Linked DNA regions of Mus musculus: regions 1, 2 and 4 are each linked to region 3. Evidence: chromatin contacts called from public Hi-C and HiChIP or PLAC-seq data. All regions are on one chromosome and are shown on one strand. The core of a region is the stretch at or near the end of the contact, and the rest is flanking DNA. Distances in the headings are between cores, read along the strand shown.

What was found. HiChIP or PLAC-seq counts read pairs in DNA pulled down with a chosen protein or histone mark. A called contact is a pair of places that touch in the nucleus more often than the background predicts.
Region 1: a Hi-C map of uterus shows a contact between it and region 3, with 4 times the contacts expected there. The contact joins two enhancer-like sites. A contact is called at or near these places in 2 of 15 datasets of contacts at CTCF or cohesin (both in the NIH/3T3 cell line), 4 of 484 Hi-C or Micro-C datasets (bone marrow-derived macrophages, nephron progenitors and uterus), 6 of 115 datasets of contacts at active chromatin or transcription factors (the NIH/3T3 cell line, acute myeloid leukemia, embryonic fibroblasts and 2 more) and 1 of 9 other capture datasets (embryonic stem cells).
Region 2: a CTCF HiChIP or PLAC-seq map of the NIH/3T3 cell line shows a contact between it and region 3, with 6 read pairs. The contact joins two enhancer-like sites. A contact is called at or near these places in 2 of 15 datasets of contacts at CTCF or cohesin (the NIH/3T3 cell line and large pre-B cells), 4 of 484 Hi-C or Micro-C datasets (bone marrow-derived macrophages, cortical neurons, muscle stem cells and 1 more) and 3 of 115 datasets of contacts at active chromatin or transcription factors (the NIH/3T3 cell line, embryonic stem cells and large pre-B cells).
Region 4: a contact with region 3 is called in an SMC1A HiChIP or PLAC-seq map of the NIH/3T3 cell line, with 6 times the contacts expected there. The contact joins two enhancer-like sites. A contact is called at or near these places in 2 of 15 datasets of contacts at CTCF or cohesin (both in the NIH/3T3 cell line), 5 of 484 Hi-C or Micro-C datasets (cerebral cortex, cortical neurons, embryonic fibroblasts and 1 more) and 5 of 115 datasets of contacts at active chromatin or transcription factors (the NIH/3T3 cell line, embryonic fibroblasts, embryonic stem cells and 1 more).

The regions. Positions count from the first base shown.
Region 1 is chr4:58,329,407-58,334,955 of GRCm38.p6, forward strand. Musk (muscle, skeletal, receptor tyrosine kinase) reads left to right here. Exons shown (of 15, transcript NM_001037129.1): 7 at 4,159-4,283. Among named protein-coding and RNA genes, the nearest start is that of Musk, 46 kb to the left of the region's middle. Within about 2 kb of position 1,640, at least 55 of the 459 cell types and tissues checked have an H3K27ac peak or open chromatin away from gene starts, as enhancers often do. A contact at or near this core is called in the NIH/3T3 cell line, fibro-adipogenic progenitors and uterus, where this site is marked.
Region 2 is chr4:58,354,783-58,361,147 of GRCm38.p6, forward strand. Musk (muscle, skeletal, receptor tyrosine kinase) reads left to right here. Exons shown (of 15, transcript NM_001037129.1): 11 at 899-1,074. Among named protein-coding and RNA genes, the nearest start is that of Musk, 72 kb to the left of the region's middle. Within about 2 kb of position 4,444, at least 8 of the 459 cell types and tissues checked have an H3K27ac peak or open chromatin away from gene starts, as enhancers often do. A contact at or near this core is called in the NIH/3T3 cell line, where this site is marked.
Region 3 is chr4:58,747,007-58,753,116 of GRCm38.p6, forward strand. No RefSeq gene overlaps it. Among named protein-coding and RNA genes, the nearest start is that of Olfr267, 36 kb to the right of the region's middle. Within about 2 kb of position 2,680, at least 67 of the 459 cell types and tissues checked have an H3K27ac peak or open chromatin away from gene starts, as enhancers often do. A contact at or near this core is called in the NIH/3T3 cell line, embryonic fibroblasts, fibro-adipogenic progenitors and 1 more, where this site is marked.
Region 4 is chr4:58,466,810-58,473,072 of GRCm38.p6, forward strand. All of the region lies in intron 3 of Lpar1 (lysophosphatidic acid receptor 1), which reads right to left. Among named protein-coding and RNA genes, the nearest start is that of Mir3095, 29 kb to the left of the region's middle. Within about 2 kb of position 3,047, at least 51 of the 459 cell types and tissues checked have an H3K27ac peak or open chromatin away from gene starts, as enhancers often do. A contact at or near this core is called in the NIH/3T3 cell line and embryonic fibroblasts, where this site is marked.

The sequences.
Region 1 (5,549 bases), core at 390-2,889, 420 kb before region 3:
AAGAAGTATGCCTCTGTTTGTTATAAACTGTTTTGATGTAGGATTCCTGACCTTCAAATAGGGCTGCAAGTTTACCCAAGAGACATAAAGCCCAAAACATGTGAATAGATTCTGTAACAGAAAATCCTAAGGCTCAGCACTGGCCACGTCTTTTGTTCATAGTGCTGGTGAGTGCTGCCATACTCACCCATGGGAAGATTAGATCGTGTGAAATCAGATTACCTGTAGCAAGAGAAGTGTAACATCAAAATAGTTATAAAATCTCTCCGAATCACTAAATAATTTCAAACTCCTATTCAGCACTTTGCTTGCTTATATAACAAAAACATGTTTTCTTACATGAAAGTGAATTACAAAATAAAGACATTTGATGCGCGTTTCACTGGCTAGGAAGCAGATCTCACCGAGCTCCCCTGATCACTGAGCATCTCCCTGATGACGTAGGCTGCATTCTCCGCCTGTGGCTACCCACCGAAGCAATGGGATCTGCTATCCAACTATATCCAAGTTCATTCCTGCAGGGGATGAAGTTAGCCAGACTTTTATTTTTGGTTGCAGCTGCTGGGATTGTTGTGGACGGTTGTTAAGTGTTTGGAATTTCTCTCAGCCCACCTTCACCTTTCACATTTAAAACTGGAAACCAATACAGATGGGGAGCCACACACGAGCCTTATTGCTGATAAAGCTGGATCGAAGAAGGAAGCCTTCTCATCTAGCTAACAAGGAGACTAGCGTAACATGTGTTTGTCATGCTTGCCTCTCCAGCCTTTCCCATGACTCATCTTAATGTCTGGGTAGAGAAGTCCTGACCTGGTAACCTTTTGGTAAACTTCCACCCGCATATCAAGCTCTTTCCCTTCATAGAGGTATGATAGGCAAAAGAATGGTGGTCCAGCAGGGCTGACCTACACAAACTATAAATAACTTCTTTTGCCTTAGCTTACCAGAAAAGTCACCCACTCACTCTCCTACTCATCCACTTATTCATTTAACAAATACTTATGATTTCTTACCCTCTACCAGGCAGGGTACATCTAGCAATACACAGAGACCCACATATATAGGTCAGCCTGCAGTGATGGGCAAAGCCAAGCTAGACCTTGATAATGTTTGCATCCTAGGGAGAGGGACAGCCACAAAACAAATAAATAAAGGACCCACAGTTGTCAAGTGGTGCTAAGTGATATGTGAATATAACCAGAATGAGGGGCATGGAGGGCACAATGAAAACAAGACATTTCAATGGAACCCAAAGGTATGGAGTGTGCTTAGAACCTCCTTTGGGAGGAGGAAAAGTGAAAGGAAAGCTTGAAGATGTCTGTCACTACTGCAAAGGGAAGGCCGACTCTTGTCTTTTGGAGATAACTCAAGAGTGTGGGATAGGCTGGCTTCAGTGTAATCTCCGGTCATTTTCTTCTCTTAACACACTGCACTTAATGATGAAGTCCACTTTGGAGAGAACAACTATTTATTAGCAGTTTTATAGTCTCGGATACACCTATGTGGCCAATAGTACCCATCACGTGTGCCCAAACAGAGCCCCTAGAAAGCACTGGATCAGGCAGGATAGGGGATCCATGAAGTTCGACATCATGATGAGCTGTGCAAGAGCAGCTGGCTGACTTATTCACTATCTCACTTATGCTTAGCTGTGTTGTGCAATATAGACCATCAAGGGTTTCGCAATGTACCTAAGTGGCAATCCATATAATGCAATAGCTGCCAAAAGAAAAGAGAAATGCTGTAAATCAGAACGCAATAAACCCACCCTTGTTACTACATTTCCAAGAAGAATTTGAAGTTCTCGAATTAAAACATTTGCTTCTATAAATCAAAATAGGAGAAAGAATCTAGATTTCCTATTTTTTCCAGTTTGTTTTTATTGTCCTAGTTTTTATCCAAAAGGCCCTCGTTTCAAGTCCAAGGGCTCAGTCAAGCCATTCGAACACTGCTGTAACAAGACTGAAACCAACATGATCCAACTCCCAGTCTTACAAGGCCCACACTGTTCTCAGTGCTCAAAGGCAGTGAGCCCCATGTGCTTCCGATTACAGTGACTCAACTCCAAACCTGCAGTGCCAGCCCCTGCACACACTATTCCAGCCATGTGTTACAGATGTGTGGCATAGCCTAGATCTCCATTACTATCACCAGAAAACAAGAACAGTTATGTGGCTGACCCCTGCTAGAATGCCGGTCAGCCTGGGTTTGGCTGTCAAAAGAGAACAGCCTGTGAACTTGGATTCAGTGGGGAAAATAAGAATCCAAAGTGAGCACTTAGATGATATGGCCCTTAAATCTCTTTCAGAGCATAGCAGATTTCTTCCCTCTTTTTTCTGCATTCTGAGTTTGACAAACATGATCTCCAGGATATTGCTTCTTGTGTTCCTGAACTCTGATTTTTGTTGGGTGTTTAATTAGATACCAGGACCTTCTAAAGCCAGGTTATTGTTGTTATTTTTTAGATAACGTCATATGGTATGTAGTTCATGTTGACCTCAAGCTCCCATGTAGCTGAAGATGACCACTTGGACTCCAATTTTCCTGCCTTTATTTCCTCAATGCTGGGATTACAGACATGTCCTACTCCATGTGGTCTATGTGGTGCTAGGGACTGAACCCAGGGCTTTGTATAACTTAGGCAATCACTCTACCCAGGAAACTATACCTCTAGCCCTCAATTTTAGTTTTAAGAGACAGATTCAACTGCATGTTAACCATTCACTATATTAAAAGAAAAAAAAACTTAGTACTTTTTCAGCACTGTTGTCATTGAACATGACATTTTTATCACTTTTCTGTCCTCTCAACTTTGGGATACAACATTAACATATTTAAAGTGATTGACCCCAAATGGTGTTATAAATAACACATCTTAGAGTCCTCAATATCAAAAGATAGGAAGTCAAGTTAATTCAATTTTGCACCAACCAAAGATCCAGGTGTCAAGGGAGATAGGCACATTTGTATACCCTTGAGTGATGTGACCTTCTGAAGAGGTCAAAAGATAAAGGGACTGCTGAGGAGGTCCAGCCTCGCTGGGACTGTTTTGTCAATCTTCCCCCTTGTCCACATGAACTCTATGAATTTCATGAACCAGAAGAGCTAAGTCAAATTGCCATGACAACTAGGGTTTAGAATTCCTGTCATGTGTTGGGCTCGGGCCCTAGAAAACATCAGAAAAGAGCATAAAATATGTTGACAATAGGAAAACAAAAAGATTTCATAATAGCTTAAAAGCCTGTTGGACTTAACATCAGAAGGCATGAGACCAGGCTCATTACCATCACTGCTGTTACTCTGGGAAAGTAAATAAACTTAATGAGGATTCAGTTTCCACTGAATCAGAAAAGGAGGACAGAAATGTAGCTCATCTTCTGAACTGCGTTCTCCAATTCACTCTGAGTTTTCACCACTCTCTTTTTAATTCAGGATAGAACTGCTAAGCCTGAAGATTGATTTTTTTTTAAATTGGTGAAGATGTATAACCATAAGAAACGCAGGAGACTCAAACTCCTCCTCACACTTATCCTAAACGCTCCTCCCCCAACCCCATCATCTCATTCTTTGAAATGTGTGATATGTTTGAATTTGTTCTCAATACGAGAGAAAAGAGTTGAGGGTATAAACCAGTAATTATTTCTTTAGTTTGCTAAAATAGTGTCTTGGGTTTATTTTCATCATGAATTCTTCTGGGCACTCAATCCAGCAGGAAACAAAACAGACCAAGACATTCTAATGGGGCAGCTGAAGGACACATAAGTGGGAACTGACCAAGTATCAGATAGCAGTGAGTGTGTAACCATCATAAGATAGAAGGGCAAAGGTGATTGGGAGTTGTACTGTGTGATGGATGATTATGGCTCTAAGAAAATGTCCCTTAAAGTGAGACACGAGTTATACACATAAGGAACCCATCGCATTTAGATATGAGCATAAATGTTCTAGACTGGGTATTGACCAAGGTAAACTTCTATGTTGGAACTAAGCTCAGTGTGTCCTGGGGTGGTGACAAATGCAGGATCATAGCACTGAGAGCCTAGAGGGCAAGCATAGCAATACTGAAGGGGTGAGCATACTCAGGGCACACAGTGTGACTGGAGTTTTAAAGTCCTGCCTTGCTTAGCCAATCACTCATGCCCTTTGTTTTCCTAACAGTTTTTGCAAGAATCCTGCGTGCTCCTGAATCCCACAATGTCACCTTTGGTTCCTTTGTAACCCTACGCTGCACAGCAATAGGCATCCCTGTCCCCACCATCAGCTGGATTGAAAACGGAAATGCTGTGAGTGCCATGTGATCGGGGTGATTTGGGGAAGACTTGCTGGTGGTGACTTGCTGCACACAGCATGTACCAGTAGCTGTGTGGTGATTTGAATAAGAACAGCCCCTGGTGCCTCATATGTTTGAGTATGTTGTCCCTACCTAGTTGGTGGAACTCTTTGGGAAGGATTAGGAGGTATGTCACTGGGACACTTTTGAGGTATCAAAGAGCTATTCACTCTGCCACTCTCTCTGCCTTCAGTTTGCTGATCAAGATGTAGGCTCTGAACTGTTCCTGCTGCCATACCTTTGCTCCACCATCATGGACTCCAATCCTCTGAAACCATAAACCTCAAATGAAATGTTATCATTTATAAATCACCATGGTCATAGTATTTTATTATAGCAATATGATACAAAGTACACAGTGACTAAGATAGTGTTACAATTTCTATCTATATTGCTGGTCCTAGTTTTACCAGTGTTTAAAGCTGTCCTTGGTAGCAGAAACCACTGGCATCAAACCCTGGGAGTTGACATTCTACCCTGTACCACATATCTTTTACTTTTTTTGTATGTAAAAGAAAAATGGTTCTAAGTCCTCCCTATAACTAAAATAACTTTCATAAAATGTTCCAGGAAAAGGCCAGTCTACTGGTGGAGGTTACTTTAATGGAAAATAATCCAGAATTGTAATCCACTCAACATTTCATTTTTAATAGTGCTACTAGTAGCTAATGTGATCACATGGTTATTTGAGCCAGGTCCTCTTCTAAGTACTTTACATACAAGCATTCTCACATTCACTTTATGAACAAGTATTGAGCATCTGAGCAATAAGTAATATTGTAGGCTCTGTGGCAACAAGAGCAAGAAAAATGAGAGACCTTCCTTGATGTCAAACAGCTTCCATTCTGATGTGAAAGGATAGAGAATAAAATCAAAGAGACTTGCGTGAATTACGCTATCTATGACAAAACAAAACAAACAAGCAAGCAAACAACAACAACAATGAAAACCCATAAATCTGGAGATGAGTCAGAGAGTTGGACCTTAGGAGACAGATTCCAGTTTCAGGAGAGTAGTTGAGTCTACTTGGTACCAAGGCACCTGGGAAGAGGTCGGGATATGATGAAAGGGGAAGCTGTATGCATAGCTGCTGGAAAATTACCAAAGTCTCTGAGATAAGGGTGTAGACACGATTTGTTGGAGGAGCAGCAAGGTTTGTGTGGTTAGAGACCAGTGAGTGAAGAGTGCAGAGATGAGGGGTGCACGTGGCCTCTGTGAA
Region 2 (6,365 bases), core at 3,194-5,693, 390 kb before region 3:
GCTTATTATTAGTCCTACCAATCTTAATTTGGAATTACCCAGGTTTCTCTTGATGCAGTTTGTCCTAATAAACTCAAACAGACATTAATGTCCAAATTCCAGTTAACCCAATCAGTCCTTCTTCAGCATCTCCGATTATTACATGTGTCTCGACCTAAGGGCTGTACCCTGAGGGCAGGACTCTGCTTCTCCAGGGAAGGGCTGGCTAAGGAACCCAAAGCGCTCCTGTAAGCTGTTACAGGAGCTGCTGCTGTGTTCCAGGAGCAAAGCAAGCAGAACCTTGAAGTGTAGCACGTTCCTTTTTGATCTCTGTCCATCAGCCCCGAGGTGATGGCCCCTGTTCTTAGTTTGTATGTTCATTAAATTGTCAACCAACCTTGTTTCTGCATCTTTATTTTTTAAGGTTTTTTTTTTCAATTTTATGTGTATGAATGTTTTCCTGTATGCATGTATGTGTACCATACAAGTGCCTTTGGATCCCATGGAACTACAGTTACAGGTGGCTGTAAGACACCATGTGGGTGCTGGGGATTGAACCTGGTCTTCTACAAGGATAACAAACGAGTGCTCATAACCTCTGAGCCATCTCCCCAGCCCCTATACCTTTATTTTTAATATGAACTTTGAGAGAGGATATACCAGGACTTGTTTCTAATTCATTCTAAATTTGAAGAAAAAAAAAAAAACTAGCAAGAGAGTAGTATTTCATTTCATAGCATAGAACACCGTATCTTTAATGTCTTGCATTATTTAAGGTATATTCATTTCAAATTTGCTTCTATAAGGAAAAACACTTACGATGTGATGATGTTTCAAAAATACAAAATTTAAGCCCCGCTGCAAGTTTGTCTTCAACTCGTCATGATTCATCAAGTCTTCTTGCCTTACACCGTTTCAGAGAGTACTGCCTGGCGGTAAAGGAGCTCTTCTGTGCAAAGGAATGGCAGGCAATGGAAGGAAAGGCCCACCGGGGCCTCTACAGATCTGGGATGCATCTCCTTCCGGTACCAGAGTGCAGCAAGCTTCCCAGCATGCACCGGGACCCCACAGCCTGCACAAGACTGCCATATTTAGGTAACAAAGAAGTTCCTCCAGACTTTGGAAGTTAAGGAAATGTTTACTGTTTCCAGTCAAGGAACGTTTGTACTTAAAGCACCTAACATTTTTAGGCTTTCTAGGCTGTTCTAATAATGTTTTTTGCTTTGCCATTTCTACACACATAATTGCAGAATCCTAATGCTCTCCTAATTGCATAGGCTTTCATAAAGACTCATTTCATTTGTTTTCAAATAAATCAAAGGGCACTTTTAACTGCTGCTTGGATCTTGCTTTATTTCATAGAGGAGCTTACAAGTGTAACATTTTCTGGAATGTATGTGAAAATGGCTAAGGAACATCTCATAGTTTGTCAGAGAAATGGCGTAATGGAAGAAATAATCCTCTTCCTTAGCCAACGATGCAGATTTTTTAAGCATGCAGAAATAAGCCACATGTTTGAAAACGCTGACCTCACAAAACACAACCCAGCCACTGCATGAGGACTGGTTTAGTTTCAAAGACGCACTCTTCACATTTGAATGCTTTTCTGTCGTTCATTTAAACGCTGAGAGAGAAAGCCACATTTCTTAGCTGTAGCTCACAGGGTCTAAGAGGTATCTTAACGCTTACTTAAAACCAATTTTTATCCTTTCCCCCTCAGATTATAAAAAAGAAAACATAACAAGTAAGTAATTTTGTTTGTGCCTCGGAAATTTGTGTCTGTAAGTGGATTCGTGCATGTATATTTACACTACACTTCCCTAAATCCAGAACACAGTGTACTAGGCGAGCATCATTAGCGCCCATGCACAAGTGTCAGAGCGCATCCACTCCCTTGGCTTCTAGCTTCTAAGTAGAACACAGAGAATGTGTGTAACACTCAGGGAATAGAACAAATACTATCTTCCACCTCAAGATGGTTGCCTGTTTTATATTTCATATGTTTGCAAAATCAGCCAAGCTTATATGTAGCCTTCTGATTCTGCAGTCACAATTTTATATTATGTAATTATTTTTGGATGGAAACAAATACTATTTTTTCCTCTATTGAGATGATTTGTGATCTTTATTTGTGACAAGTCTTTTTTTCTTTTTTTTTGAAAATAAGTGTACTGTTTTTTTTTTCTTCATCTTCTTTTGGTCCTTGAGTTATTATACACAAATTCTATATTAATTATAGAACCTCTTATTATTTGACCAAAGGGGGAAAATGAAAAGGACAACGAATCACCTATATTCCCACTTTTCAAAGTATTTTGTTTTAACTCTAAAATTGATCATTCTACTAGTAACAGAGGAAAGTTCTTAGTATGTCATTGGAATCTCAGTTTCTGGTTGTGTCTTAATATGGCATAGGAATCTCATTTTTGACTGTGCACATTTATAAGTAGCTTTTTGAGAGTTTTATACAGAGTTTGATCCTCTGTACCCCTCTACTCAACATTTCCCAGAACAAGCTCCTTTCTTTACCCACCCACCTTTGTGTCCTTTAAAAATGAAAACCTTCAAGACCAACCTGTGCCATTGTCTTTATCTGAAGAACTGGAATTTTCCGATCCTTCTTTGAAGGTGCTCAAATAAACTTGGGATTTGGGTGGCCATGAGGAGCAAGTTCATGGCCAGTTCAGTACCAGACAAGCATTCCACATCTGAGCCACGTCCTCAATGCTGGATGTGTTTGGTTATGGTCTCACTAAGTAGCTCAGGATGGCCTCAAACGTTTTGGCTTTGGTTCTGGAATTCTGAGATCGCAGATGTGTGCCACCATGCACTGGCTCAGAGTGATTGTCTGTTCAGTCCTGCACATTGACATCAGCTGGAAAGCTTAAAACAGTGTGGCTGCCTGGGTCCCCCACATACACATCCTGGTGTGTTTGGTGTGGTGTGCAATCAGGATTTGAGATTCCTTTTAACTTTTTTAAAATTGACACATAAAATTGGACATATCTGAGGAGTATTGTACCATGTTTTAATATCCTGCGGAATATTCAAATTCAGATAAGCCTGTCTCCTAGGTACCTACTTATCACTTCTTTGAGGTAAAAAGACTCCAAATCCTTTCTCCCAAGCTATCTGTACTATACAATACTCTCCTTTGAGTGTCTTAAGGTTTTCATTGCTGTGAAGAGACACCATGACCACAGCCATTCTTACAAAGGGAACATTTAAACTGGGGCTGGCTTACAGTTTCAGAGGTTTTGTTCATTATCATCGTGGTGGGGAAAAGGTGATATGCAGGCTGATGTGGTGCTGAAGAAGGAGCTGAGAGTTCTACCACTGGCAGCAGGAGGAGACTGTGTACCATACTGGGCATAGCTTGAGTGTAGAAGACCACAAAACCTACCCCCACAGTGACACACTTCCTCCAACCCACTTCAATAAGGCCACACCTCCTAATATACCACTCTCTATGGGCCAAGCATTCAAACACATCAGACCACGGAGGCCATTTCCATTCATACCACCACAGTTGGGTTTTATTGTTGTTGCTTCAGGATACCCTATTTTCAGTATAATACTTGCAACATTAAACCAAATGATTTTAAAAGGGTCATCAGAAGAGCCAGAAAAACAGCTCAAAGGGTAAATCCTGATGGATCAATCCCTGGGACCCACAGGAAGAAGGAGAGAAATAGCTCCTACAAGTTGAAATACTGAGCAACACAAACTAGCCACAGATACTAATTTCCTAGTCTTTGGAAAACAATTTTATGAGATTTTTGATAGATTTGAGAAAATTAGCTCCAAATGTTGTCAAGGGATTGCTTTTTCTGCATGTAGGTGGGTTCTGTCTATGCTCTCTGAGTTAAAAGCAAGCAGTCATCTCTGTTATCGTAATCTAGCAACGTGTCCTTATTACACACAGCAACTTGTGCTCTATGGAATATAGTGAGTCCTCAAATAGTCCTTGCTTTATGGTTTTTTTAAAGATCTTTTTACATTTAGTGTGTGTGTGTGTGTGTGTGTGTGTGTGTGTGTGTGTGTGTGTGTGTGTGTTCACATGCATCCACAGGTCAGAGGACAAATTATGAGAGTCAGTTCTACTATATGAGTCCTGGGAATCAAACTCAGTGCACCAGGCTCAACTGTGAACATCTGACCCACTGAGCCATCTTGATGGTCCTGCTTTTTGATTTCTTAATAAATTCCAAAAATCATTTCTAGTTCACAAGGGGGGTGCATTAGAGCGGTTTTTTTTAAAAATCCTTCTTTATCTTTGTCTTATCATCTTCTTGCTCAAACATGGGAACTAGGGTTTCAGTAGTTTCTGGGTTTGTTTTACTTTGCTGAAGTGAAATATCTCCTTGAACACGTCATGACTGTAAGATATTTACATTACTCTGTGCTGAGCATACTGTTGGTCTCTTCTGTGGGATGTCACATACCTTCCAGGCACAGTCAGCAGGGAACATGCCCTCTGTTTCAAAACCTTTGAAGAAGAGAAGTGCAGTCTGGCTTATTCTGGTCATGGAGAACTACACTCCATCCATTTTCTTGTCCCTTCCAACTTTCTCATCACTCAAGAACCTGGGGAGTGAATGACCGTGTGCCAAATCCTGACAAACCGATTAGTATGGTGGGTATACAGTCTCTCCTAAGCCCCCCACGGCCCTATAAGAGTGTGTGCCATGACCATGCTCCACTCCACATCCTAGTCAATGTGAGAAACAGGTCAACTGGCTTGTCCCACATGACCTGTCTAGTGTTGGGGAAAGCCAATATTCAAGCCCCAGTTTGTCTGATTAGGGCTACATCACCAAAGTCTAATTTTTACATCGTTTTAGCTTACGCTTCTCTATTACCTTCTTTTAAAAAAAATAAGTATTTATTCACTTTACAGCCCAGTATCAGCCCTTCCTCTCCTCCCAGTACCTCCTCACAAAAGTTCTCCCCCCATTCCACCTTTTCCCTCTTTAAGTGTCCCTCTGAGTGTCGCTCCCCCCTCCACGCACAAGTCGCTGCAGGACGAGGTGGATCCTCTCCCACTGAGGGCAGACAAGGTGGACAATTTAGGGGAATGGCATTCGCAGGTAGGCGAACAGGCAGCAGACTCAGAGATATCCCCTGCTTCTGTTGTTGGGGGACCCGCGTGAAGACCAAGCTGCTTATCTGCTACATATGTGCAGAGGGTTTAGGTCCAGCCTGTGCTAGCTCTTTGGCTGGTGGTTCAGTCTCTGGGAGCCCCTAAGGTCCAGGTCAGTTAACACTGTCCTCTTCATGTCCATCAATCCTTCTCTCAATTCTTCTCTAAGACCCCCCGCAGCTCCATCTAATGCTTGAGTGTGAGTCTTTGCATGTCTTTCCACTGGCTGCTGGATGGAGCCTCTCAGAGGACAGTTATGCTGGGTTCCTGTCTGCAAGCATAACTGAGTATAATTAATAGTATCAGGGCTCTTGCCCATGGAATGGGTCTCAATTTGGGGCAGTCTTGGTTGGCCATTCCTTTAGTCTCTGCTCTTTGTCACTGCACATCTTGTAGGCAAGAAACATTTTGGGTTGAAGACATTTGTCTATGTTCATAGCAGCTTTATTTGTAATAGCCAGAAACTGGAAACAATGTAGATGTCTCTCAACTGGAGAATGGATACAGAAAATGTGCTACATCTACATAATGGAATACTATTCAGCTACTAAAAACAAGGGCATCATGAATTTCTTAGGCAAATGTATAGAACTAGAAAATATGATCCTGAACAAGGTAACCCAGATTCAAAAGGACATGCATAGCATGTATTCACTTATAAGTGGATATTAGCCATAAAGTACAGGATAACCACACTATAATCAACAGACCCTTAGAGCCCAAATAACCAGGAGGGCCCAAGGGAGGATGCTTGAATCTTTCTCAGAAGGGGAAACAAAATAGATATGAGAGGTCTATGGAAGGAAAGAACTGGGTGGTAGAGGGGATGGGGAGGGAAGTGAGGCAGGGGAAATTATATATATATATATATATATATATATATATATATATATATATATATATATATATATATATATAGAGAGAGAGAGAGAGAGAGAGAGAGAGAGAGAGAGAGAGAGAGCAAGGGAGAGAGAAGGGGGATTGGCAGTGGGAGAGCAATCTCTAGGACTTACCAGAGACCTGGGATGGGGAGAGGCCCCAGAAGATCTATTGGGGTGACTCTAGCTGAGACTCCTGGCCGTGGGGGATATGGACCCTGAAGTGGCCACCTCCTGTACCCAGGCAGGACTCCCAGTGAAGGGATATTATCTTCTTTTTAAATTTCCAAGACATCACATGTAAAGCTTGCCTGATTGTTGTAACAGATTCATTCTAAAAGAGATGCCCATCGCTTCTCCCATGG
Region 3 (6,110 bases), core at 1,430-3,929:
CGTGCGCGGCCATCAGTGTGCAACCCTGTACGCATCGCAGCATAAGGTGCACGCGTCACCAGTCAAAACTCAGTTTGGCATCACGTTATGGATGCGTGAAAATTCTATGCTTCTGAATGTGAGTGGATCCCCAGCCATTTCTAGAGACTGAATGTGGCCCTTACTGTTTCAGAGATAATGGGTCCTGTGTTTGGTGTTCAGACTACACGTCTCAAAGGGGATCTTTGTCTGCTTAGCATGGAAAAAACATTAGCTTCTGTATTTATTAGAAAGAGAACAGCAGCCCACACTCAGAAGAAACCACCCCTGATAGTGTTAAGTTACAACTGTTAAGTCAACCCGTAGGTTAGTGAGTTAGTAACCCAGGCCAGAGACATCGGGGCTGGGTGAGGGTGGGATAAACAGAGCCCATCGCGGTGGGGAAACATGGCAGCAGGAGGAGGAAGCAGAGATCTTACATCTTCAAGTGAAAGCATGAAGCAAAGAGATTGAACAGGGAGTGCAGTGAGACTATAAACACTACATAACGTCTAGGATCCAGGTCTGCTGAGATGGTTCAGCAGGCGGAGGCACTCGCTGCCTAGCCTGGCGACCTGAATTCTATCCCAAGGATCTACACAGTGGAAGGAGAGAGTTTAGTCCCACAAGTTGTCCTCTGACCACCCATGTGAATACTATGACATATGAACACCCCCTCACACAATAAAAACAAGTAAATGTGTGTGTGTGTGTGTGTGTGTGTGTGTGTGTGTGTGTGTGTGTGTGTGTATGTTCCAAAAAAGTAAGAGAAAACAAGCAATATTTGTCTCTCTGAGTTTGGCTTCAACTTTGCTTAATATGTTGATCTCCAGATTCATCCATTTTCTAACAAATGACATAATTTCTCTCTTTATGGATGAATAAAGACTTCTCTACTTTTTGATGGCAAAAGAGTATCCTGTTATATAAACCATAATGACGCTTGGGTTGGATCCATGGCTGGGCTGTTGTGTGTGGTGTTATAGTTAATTTGGGTGATCAGGCATCTCTTCAACAAACTGATTTCAAATCCTTTGGAAATAGGCGCAGAAGTAGGGTTGCTGGGTTACAGCAATTATTTCTTTACTCTTCTGAGGAACCTCCCTATAGTCCTCGAAAATGACTGGACTTCACAAAGTGGTTTGTTAAGCAACATGCATTTGAAGCACTGAGAAAATATAGGTCATACTTCTGTTATTTGGTTTATTCCTTTTGTTCAAACCATTCACAAAATGAATCAAAATGCTCTTCTGGGAACCTGGTATCCAGGTCAGTGGTAGAGTACATGCTGAGCACACACGTGGTCCTAAGTTCAAATCCCAACACTACTTATTGTTTAAGTTAAAAAAAAAACATTCTAGCATGCAACATTTATTGAAAATCATTTGAATTTATTTTGCATTCTGAATAGTAAATACACTTTTCTGTTGACACCATTATGCAAGAAATGTGTTTCCGCCTCAGGGTGATCTTAGAACATTTAACTACACAACTTTTATTGCAGCTCTCGTGTGTTGATGGTATGAAATTAGACGCAATGGGAGCACAGAACAGTCCTTTAGATACTTTGCCAACTTTGTCACTTTCGTGCATTTAATCTGTGTGAAGTGACCATGTTGAAGGTATTATTACTCTCATCAGGACGGAGCTGGGAGAATCAAATGCTTTGCCCAAGACAGCCCCAGGATTTGCAAACTCTGCAGTCAGGTGCAAGCCCCTGGTAAATCTGGTCTTCAGTGCAGAGCGAACGGACCTTGGGTCAAGGTCACAAATAACAACCATATAAGCAGCAAGCCTATAGACAATATGTGTTTTTAATAAATATTATACATGAAAATTAACGAGGACACATCATTTCTAAAATATTAAGTAACATAATTGAATGAAGTGTGTATACAAATAAAATTAAGTTTAAGAATATTTTGAGGTATAGCTTAAATAATCTTGAAAGCAGTTTCAATGCTAGGTTAAATTTGTCTATAGGAGAACTCAAATCTCCCTAATTCATAGTTTACATTTTCTATGGTATGCCGTGATCCTGGACAAAGCCTTGTGGCTGATTTGATGACAAAGCTGGACAGCAGGAGACTTGGAACCCGAATCCTCCTCAGCCCAACAGAGATTGGGCCCCAGCAAGACTGCGGTCAAGGGCTGAGCAGCACTGGGGCAGGTCACAAGGCGATCCCGGAGAACTTGTTCTATGAAGAAACACGTGACATCTAGCCACGAAGCTGTTGTTCTGTAACTTTTCAGCCTCGGCTCTAACCATTCCAAAACAGGAGCGGAAGAGCGGGTTCTGACTAAGCTGCAGAGAGATGGAATTTTAACCAGCCTCCTTGGGGATATTATGAGCATCTTACAGAAGGGGTCATATCCTGTTTCTTCCTCCGGTTGCTACAACTGTGGTTTGTATATTGGCTGTATCAACTAATGTGAATTTATAACCAAAAAAGAAAAAAAAACAGCCAAGAGAAATCCATACTCTTGCAAATGTACATTTCTCCTAACAGCAGGCACTGTTTTAATTCTGGTTAGGTTTGGTTTGGTTTTCTGTTATAGAAGAAAAAAACACACATTTTCATATCCTACTGTTATCACAGAAAGTAAAATACTGACATAAAGGAGTTTCGAATTCAACATTAGTATAAAACAGCAAACACACTAAGGGCCTTAATAACTACACAGTGCCCCCTAGTGTGAATATAAAAATTAGCATGAACCCCACCAAAATAATTGATCTCTCTGTTTCTCTCTGTCTCTCTCTGTCTGTCTCTGTCTCTGTCTGTCTCTCTCTCTCTCTCTGATATGTGTTATCAGATGCCCAAGGAGGATAGATAGAAATAGGTGTCAGAGCCCCCCGGTACTGTAGTTACTTCTAGTTGATTCAGTTGATTGTAGATGACCTTCTATAAGAACAGCAAGTGCTCTTAATGATAAGCCCATCTCCCCAGCACCTATTTACTCTTTTAAATTATAGGAACATTTATTTTTGTGTCAATTGACTTATATAAAACTTTATATTTAATTTATAATAAACTTCCCATAGGGTAGATGATCAGATTCAAATGAGAAGTAATATGAAGGCATATGAATGACTAGTAAGACACTCCAAAAAACAAATACACATTTCTAAGGGGAGAAGATAAGGGGACATAAGAGAGTAAGGAGAAGGAAATTCACGTTTCTTCACATTCTGTAACCCAGCTGGTCTGAAACTCAGCATTGGGTAAAGGTGACCTTGAATCTGAGATCTCCCTGACTCCCCCTCAAGAGTGCTGGGTCTTTTTATGCAACATTGGGAACTAAACTCAGAGCCTTGTTTATGCTAAGCAAGCAATCTACAGCTGAGCTCCATCTCCAGTCAGGAAATGAGCACCTAACACCTCTGGAACATAGCTGCTTTTTAAAAAGAGAGAGGAGGGGAGGATTTTCCAAGAGTTCAGGAAATATTAACTTGCAAAATTTTCCTGAGCCAATCATTTTGTAAATTTTCTCAAAGGAGAGCTCCCGTCATCAGAGTTGACCACCCACTGGCCACAGTCTTCCATGCTCTTTGGTGTTCTAGGCATTTCATGGTGCTTCTTTCCTCCTGAATTTTATGCTGGGGTCCGGACTTTGTCTTCTTTGCTCTGACCACTGAGAAGTGCTCTCCAGTACTACAGAAATGCAGGTACTCAGCAAAGCCAAAGGACCACTTAACAACATCCTGCCAGGCTTAAAGAGTTTCCCTAGCTGGACCCAAGATGGAGGGAGTCTCTGTCATGCATTTCTGCTCTTACGTCTTTGTTCTCTTCTTGTTTCACCAAGAATCTGTGTATACATCTGTACTGGCTAGTTTTGTGTCAACTTGACACAGGCTGGAGTTATCACAGAGAAAGGAGCTTCAGTTGGGGAAATGCCTCCATGAGATCCAGCTGTAAGGCATTTTCTCAATTAGTGATCAAGGAGGGAGGTCACCTTATGGGTGGGACCATCTCTGGGCTGGTAGTCTTGGGTTCTATAAGAGAGCAGGCTGAGCAAGCCAGGGGAGGCAAGCCAGTAAAGAACATCCCTTCATGGCCTCTGCATCAGCTCCTGCTCCCTGACCTGCTTGAGTTCTAGTCCTGACTTCTTTCAGTGATGAACAGCAGTGTGGAAGTGTAACCCTTTCCTCCCCAACTTGCTTCTTGGTCATGATGTTTTGTCCAGGAATAGAAACCCTGACTAAGACAACATCTTTTCTTCTTTTCTCAAACTCACTGCCCCAGTCTGGAGAATTCTTAGACTGGTCCTCAGTTTCCCTGAATTTCACCGTGACTCTTACATGAGAGATCACTAGAACCTCAGTTATATCAGAAGAGAAACCTGGCTATGATAAAATGAAGAAAATGCTCATATTTTGCACTGGCTATAAATTAGTGCCATAACCCACTGGATACTAGTTATACCCAATTCATCTATTGCTAAGACTTAATTCTGCTGATGTCCACTATGTAACTGATTGTTTATACTTCTTTTCCTATCTTGGTATCCTCAAAAGTTCAAGCCAAGCATGATGTCACTATATGATGTCACCTATATTCTCAGCACTGGAAAGGCTGAGGGAGGAGAATGATGAGTTCAAGAACTAACTTGCACAGTGAGACCCTATCTCAAATAAAAATTTTGATGACTCCTTGTATGTACTGATATTTTTTCAAAAACCAGCCACACTTGATTGTCGTATACGATATTTCATTTTCTAAAATTGAGAGGAGAAGAGCAATAATATTTTACCTTAATAAAATTAACTTTTACTTATATGTGTATGTGTTCCCTATAGTAAGACTATACAGGACAGCACTGAAAGGCATTCAACAGTTCTCAAGCCAACACAATGGTTTTATATTAAAAAAAAAAAATCCCTGCCACTCAGAGGTTAAGGCAAGGGGATCGCTTTGAGTTTAAAGCTAGTCTGACCTACAAAGCAGTATGAGACCCTGTCTCAAGAAAACAAGCAAAAGAAAACCAAACAAACGCTTGCATGTTTTGAATAAGTAAGACTTCTTGAAGCTGTTGTGCTTTCAGGGCTGGCTTTAGCAAAAGCAACAAGAATTAACACTTTGTTTTTGTTCCACTGGAGTAAACATGTGGAGAGATTCTAGACAGAAAGAACAAAGCTGTCACCCAAACATGGAAACACTGAGTAAGTAAGCATTACAGCTCAACTATTGGGCAAGTGGGCTTGCTCCAGAGGCATGGAAAACAACCTTAACACAGACTCAGTGTCAGATGGGGTAGCGTGAGCCACTTTCTGAGATACAACATCTTAAATTTATTCTAGATGGTGGTCTGGCATCATGGCACATGTCTATCATTCCAGAATTGGAGAGGCTGAAGCAGGAAGATCAGAAATTCAAGGCCAACTTGAGGTTACACCACAAGCCCTTGTCTCAAAAAATAAAACAAGTAACAAAAAAGATGCAGTTGCATATTTATTCAGTTAGGGAAACATCAGGTTATGAGAAAAGATGAAACACTTGTATGTGAAACACTTTATTTTATTTATAACTATCCTATTCCTAAGAGAGGGTCCTTCAAGCCCTCCTTCACCCTTTAACTTCACAACCCACCCACTGGCAGATTTCTGCTGGAATGTGGGAACTGTTAGGACTCAAAGAAACCCAGGACAATTTACTAAGTAAAGTACATATTTAACATATAAAAGTGCATGCTGCTACCTGAAAGCCTTTCTCCTAAGGGCTGGGCTTCCACTTCCCACCCCAAGCCTGAACACTATATAATGTAACTCAGCCATTTTGGCTACAATTCTCTTGGCCTCCTGGCCCAGGCAGCATCTCTTGGTCAGCTGACTGTGTCCCGCCTTGACTCTCCCCCTGCCTGCTTTCTCCCTCATATCTACAGTAGAAACTGTCTCCATACTTTAGTAGTCGTCATCATGTCCTCCTCCTTTTATTTCATCTTTTAGTTAAGAAACAAAGATTCTTTGAGGCTGTTGTGTTTTATTAAAGAGAGAGAGAGAGAGATGTTTGATGGATGAGCAGTCAGATGTAGGGGAAGGGGTTGCCTCTGCAGGCCCAAGCTGAGCCATCCCTTCCCCCTGATGGACCATC
Region 4 (6,263 bases), core at 1,797-4,296, 280 kb before region 3:
AGGGATAAGATGGGAGTCCAGGTTTCCATGAAGAAATCCAGCCACTGGCCGAAAGCACTGAGTTATGTGTTTTGTGCTGACGTCCTTGGCATCTCATCACTCACTGATCTCCTTTAGCCTCTTAAGGTTCTGCCCTACTGCTCATTTGAACGACAAGGAAACTGAAACCTTAAGGAAGTGAATACAGTGCCCAAGTTGGCTCCCCTGATATCCAGTAACTGTGGGTGAGGATTAGGACCCAGGTAGTAATAGTTCACTACTGCCGTGCTATAACACGCTCAAGCGTTAGGTGTCTGGGTTTTGGAAGTTCATTCTCTGCTTTGTGCAGAGGTTGAGGGCATGGTCTCTCAGAACCTGTCCCTCCCCATATCTGCCACTTGCTGCCTTGCCTCCTTGCTGAGATAGACTCTTATTCCTCTGTCACAATAAGCCAAAATAAACTCTTATACAATGATATCTGTTCTGCTATTGTATCACAGCAACAGAAAAGTAACTGATACAGAGATAGACGTATGTGTATAAATATGTGTAAGGTATATGTATATCTCCATCTATCTGAAACATAATCCTCTCTTTCTCTCTTTCTCTCTACATATGCATATTATAATACCCACATACATATAGATCACAAACACATATTCTAGGTATACACACACACACACTACACCTATATAAACTCTATATATAATGGCTACTATAGAGAAAAATCAAGCCCGGCTTTCAAAAAGGATACAAATACCATAATTCTTACAGTTCCACACCAACACCAAACTTAAGATTCTGTACTCATTGGTAAAATCCGTGGTATAAGATAACATAATGAATAACTGGACACGTAAAATAAAACTAATAGGTTGAATGCATATACAACGCCTCTGGTTCTAAGAGATCAGGAAACCATCGGTCATCATCCCATCAGACTGTAAAAGATCTTCGATTGCTCCAAAGAAGAAGCATTCTGGGAAAACAGTTTCAACCAACTGCAGCAGCACAGAGGTGGTGCCTTCATGTCTGTGAGTCAGAAGGAGAAGGTCATGTTTAATGTGTGCCAGACACTACTCTAAGCATTTGAACATATCTCATTGCATTTCCCCATTTCTCAGCAAAGTGCTATGGTGGGTTATAATGATATATAATATAATGAGAAATGTTTCCAACAGGCCCGTGTATTTGAACACTTAGTCACCACCAAGTTCATGATGCTGTTTGAGAATATTGAGGTGGAGCCTTGCTGGAGGAAGCATGTCCCTGCGGGTGGGCTTTGGGGGCTTACAGCCTGTCCCCACTCTCTGTCCCTCCTCCCTCTCTCCTGACTCCACCCCCTCTCTGATTCCTGACTGCAATGAGATCAGGCAGTTTCCTACTACCAGGCCTCCTTCCCTCATTAACACCATGCCTCCGCTTCTGTGATGACTTTATCCCTCTGTAACTGTGAGCAGAAACAAACCTTTCCTTTCCTGTGTTGCTTTCTGTCAGGGCATTTTGTCACAGCAACAGAAAAATAACTAATTCAGTTATTAGTTATTGCCTTCTGTGATTAGAAGGGCAACAGAAACTCTAGGAAGATCAGATACAGTACCTGTCAGAGGGTTAGTGTGTCAATATAATTGAGACTTTAAATCCAAGTGTATGTGGGTCCAATCTCAAACTCTACACCATGTTGATCCAAGAAAATCAAAGAGGATGGCCCACTCCTTATATAGCCTGGGAAGAAGTAAACAGCCAGTGTCCCCTTCTCAACAAAGTTCCCAGGCAGAGATATATAACTGTTACTGGCTTAATTTAAAAAGGGGGGCATTGTGTTCTATCTCTTCCCGAGAGAAATAAAAGACTTTCAGAGAAATTCCCATGCCTCTAGGAGATTCTGTAACTTCTGAAGGTATTGCTGTAACCACTGAGTTGTATGTGACACACTTTCCTGAGGTGTCATAACTGGAGTGGTCATTTCAAATACTTTTGAGATCAACCTTCCTGTATGAAAATATGAGTTTGCATTGAAAGGAGTTGTTCGGGACTTAAGAATTTTATCTGTTTTGAGCCTTGTCCAGAAACTCTTCTTTCCATTTCTCTCCCCATCCTGTCTCTGTCTCTGTCTGTCTGTCTGTCTGTCTGTCTGTCTCTGAGTCTCTCTGTCTCTCTGTCTCTCTCTCTCTCAAAGCAGGTATGCAAACTGATATGCCTGGGACTGTCACAGGTACTCAATAGTTAAATGGAACCAAAAAAAACAATAGTGCCAATTTTTCTGGAAAAAGTAAAAAGTAGAATTTTTAAGTTGAAAAAAAAAAAAGTTGAATACCAGGCCATTTAAACCAAAGCTAGAGACTGGTGGCCCTGTCAGACTTGTGTGACTGACATATTCATGTCTGGGTGCCAACACAAAGACTCCACTACAGTAGGTCTGGGCAGAGACCCAGTACCCTTTAACAAGCATCCCGGTGACTCAGACGCAGGTGGTCCTTGGATCACACTTGGCAAAACCTTGATGTAGTGCAAGCCATCATGGAGTAGACAGGAAGTCGTCATGAAGGTTAAATGGACGATCTAACATCACTCCCCAGCAGGCGAAGAGCCTGGAGCTAGAATAGTTAGCATGTTTCTCACACCACGTGCCAAACGTTTTTAAAATTTTGGGTCACTGCCCTATATACTGTAAACTGTATATGAGCAGCTGCAAAAGTGCCCATCTTTGACACCCAGACAGCATCTCCTATAAAAAGACCATCCTTCCTGACCATCACACATGATCATTAGGGAAGTAGTTCCTATGTTTGGCTGATAACAGGACTGAATTTCAAAGAGATTAAGATTCTTGCTCAAAATTACCCTTGATAGTTTTGGGGGTTTTTGTTTAGTTTTGTTTTGTTTTGTTTGTTTGTTTGTTTGTTTTTGATGACACAAAGTTGGGTGGGTAAGGAAGGGGGTGAATCTGGGAGGCATGGGGGGGTGAGTGTAATAAAAACACATTGTAGGAAATTCTCAACTAAAGTAAAAGGGGAAGGGTTCTTGCTCAGAACCTTACCCATGTATGACAAAGTATGAGTCACTGAGTTCCAAAGACCAGTGAGTCCTTCGTGAGACCCGTCATCACCAATGTATGGTTTCAGAAACTCCCCTAAGACTAAAAATAAAACTTAACATTTGGTAGGGAAAAAATTAAAATAAAGCTGAAATTGAGCAAATGCCACACAATTTAGTATAATTTATATCAAAAATTAAATAAAAATAAAAATTCATAACAGTAAATGATTTAGTTGTGAAAATTTATATCAGAATGAATAAAAGTTTAAACATTGTCTTTGTATAACTTATTCGAGAAGATTTAACACCAAAAATTTCCTCAGTTCCATCAGAAAGGGTGACAGACTGAGAATGTTCTAAGTGTGGCTATGTGTTAAACTACTGAAAAGACGGAAGCCAACTTACAAAACACAGTGCAGAAAATAACCCCAACAAAATTCAATTACACGTGGATCAGCATTCAAATAGTCACACTTATGAAGATAGGGGAAAACCCTGTCATCAGCATCTAATTAAAACAGTGAGCCAAATTATTACACAACCAGATAAGCCATTCAGGATGTAACTACATATATGACTCATACATGTGGTCATACATAAATGACCACAGGAGAGTCAATAGTTGCCAAGGGACAGTACTGCCACTCTGTAACAGCAGCCACACAGTCTCACAGTATGCTACTGACTGAGCATAGCATATACATGGAAAAATATTTTCTGCTCCCATTTCCAACTTTAGTATGTACTGCTTCATGTGCAGACACATTAGTGACAGACTTCTTGCTCCAGAAGTGGTAAAATCCAGGTTGAACTAAATAAAATACTAGAAAATTCCAGTACAGAATGCCATCGGTCTTAGCACAGTACCACATCTGCACAATAATCTACAACACAACTGATTAATCACACCTTCTACTTCATTACCCATTTTAATAGCCATGCTCAGTCATTAGTGTTGTAAAGACTATGGGATAGATGCATAGTAGTGTTGATAGAAAGAATAGAAAGTGTTGGCAATGAAAATAATCTCTCCCCTTTACTAAAGGAGATAAAGATAGGGCTTCATCTCCACAACTATTTGGCTATTCAATAACACACACACACACACACACACATACACACACATCACACACCTAGATATACAACAAACACACCACACACATACACATACATACACACACATACATGTGCACTTACACTCTATACACACCGCACATACACATCACACACAACAAACACATACAACACACACATACATGTGCACTTACACTCTATACACACTGCACATACACATCACACACATGCATACACAACAAACACATACAACACACATATACAACACACACACACACACACACACACACACACACACACTTTACAGGATGTCTATGGCTTCTCCCATTTTTGTTCAGAACCCCCTGACTACAGTGTGCCTTTCCTTTGGAACCAGGTCTGCACATAAAAGGCCCAGGCTGCACACCATGGGCTCAGCAAGGTCAGCTGGGCAAATCCCTTCACTACAAAATGGTGACTCATTATCTACAGCAAAACGCTTTGTTCCTGACTCTCTTCTGTGTGCCCTTTAAGGCTCAGCTCCTTTACACCTAATTTTACTTTCCTAAAGGGGGAAAAATAACTCTGGTAAGTGAATTCACACTTGCCACATAAAGAGAAGCTTTCTGAAGCACAGAAACGCCCATTTAGAATGAACTCATGGAAACCCTACTTAAAATGCAGTGTTCCTTATGTCAACAAAAGTCTACTTAGGCAGGATAAATAGGTGAAGCCATGAATTTCCAGTCTCCTGATGCCAAATTCAATCCCACTTCTTCAAAAAGACCCTGTTATTGCTGCGTCACCCTGTGAGAACTTCATATTTGCTTTGGATCACTCTGATATGTCCTCTATTGATGAAGGAGATGTGCCAGGGTTTAAGTAAGGCTGTGACCACATTCAGTCTAGACTCTATCATCTTCGAGCAAATACATGAATAAAAAGCCTCTCAGAGGCACAGGCTGTAGTTTAGACCACAAAGAGAAACTACCAAAGTTGTAAGAAAAACAAGAAAACAACTTTACTAGCTTAGCATGGCAGCTCTCAGGCAGAAGCAGGACAGTCATGAGTTCAAGGTCAACCTGCACTACATGGCAAATTCCAAGCCACTTTGAATTGTGGCATAAGACCCTATCTCAAAAGAGTAAAAAAATAAGTCTTTGTTTATGGGGAAAAAATGTAGTTTAAATGCTTCTTTACATATAGTAGGACAAAGAATATGTAAAAGAAGACAATAATTCCATTTTGACCTGGAAGTGTGCAAAATTATTTGTTTACCAGCAGGTGAATGCTTAATTTCTAAGAAGCAATCATAAAGTTTTTAATTAGAAAAGATCATTTATTTATTTCCAGAAAACATCAAATAAAAAGGAGAAATAGTAATAAGTATATTAGTTATTTTTCTGTGGCTATGATAAAATACCATGACCAAAGCAACTCACGGAAGAAAGTTTATTTTTGTTTATAGATGCAGACGAAGGGTTCATAAGGGCAGGTGAAGCAAGAAGCTGAGAACTCATGTCTTCAACAAAAGCTCAAAGCAAAGATCAAACTACATGCATGTATCTCTGTTTCTGTATTTTGTAAGGGTATGAAATCTGAAAGGCCACTCCCAGTGACTTCGTCTTCTCCAGCAAGTTTGCACCATTTCCCCAGACAGCACTACCAACTCAGGACCAAGCATTAAATATATGAACCTATGGGGTATATTTCTCATTGAAACCACCACAGTAAGTGAACCACTTTCTGGGCTTAAATTTATCTCCAAGATTCTATGGAAAATATACTCAACAGAATAAGTTATCTAAAATGTGTTATTTCCTATGTGTGTCAAGGTTGCTATATAAAATACCCAATGCAATTCCACTAAATTGGATATCTAATTGAACTTAAACAAATGAATAGCAAATGTTGCCTATTATAAGAGCCATGTACTATATTAACAATATTCAAACAAGGACAAACTGTATATAGGATGGTGATCTAGCAAGATTACACTGCTTCATAATGATATTCACAGCTGTTTCAATTTGTGGGTATGCATGCTATGTCTACATAATGATGAAACTGCCTAACAGCAGACTTCTCAGAACATATCCCATGGTTAAACCACATGTTTGTATAAGTACATCATATGCAATAATTTTTAATTACTAAATTTTGACAATACTTGTGTATGAATATGTTTATGC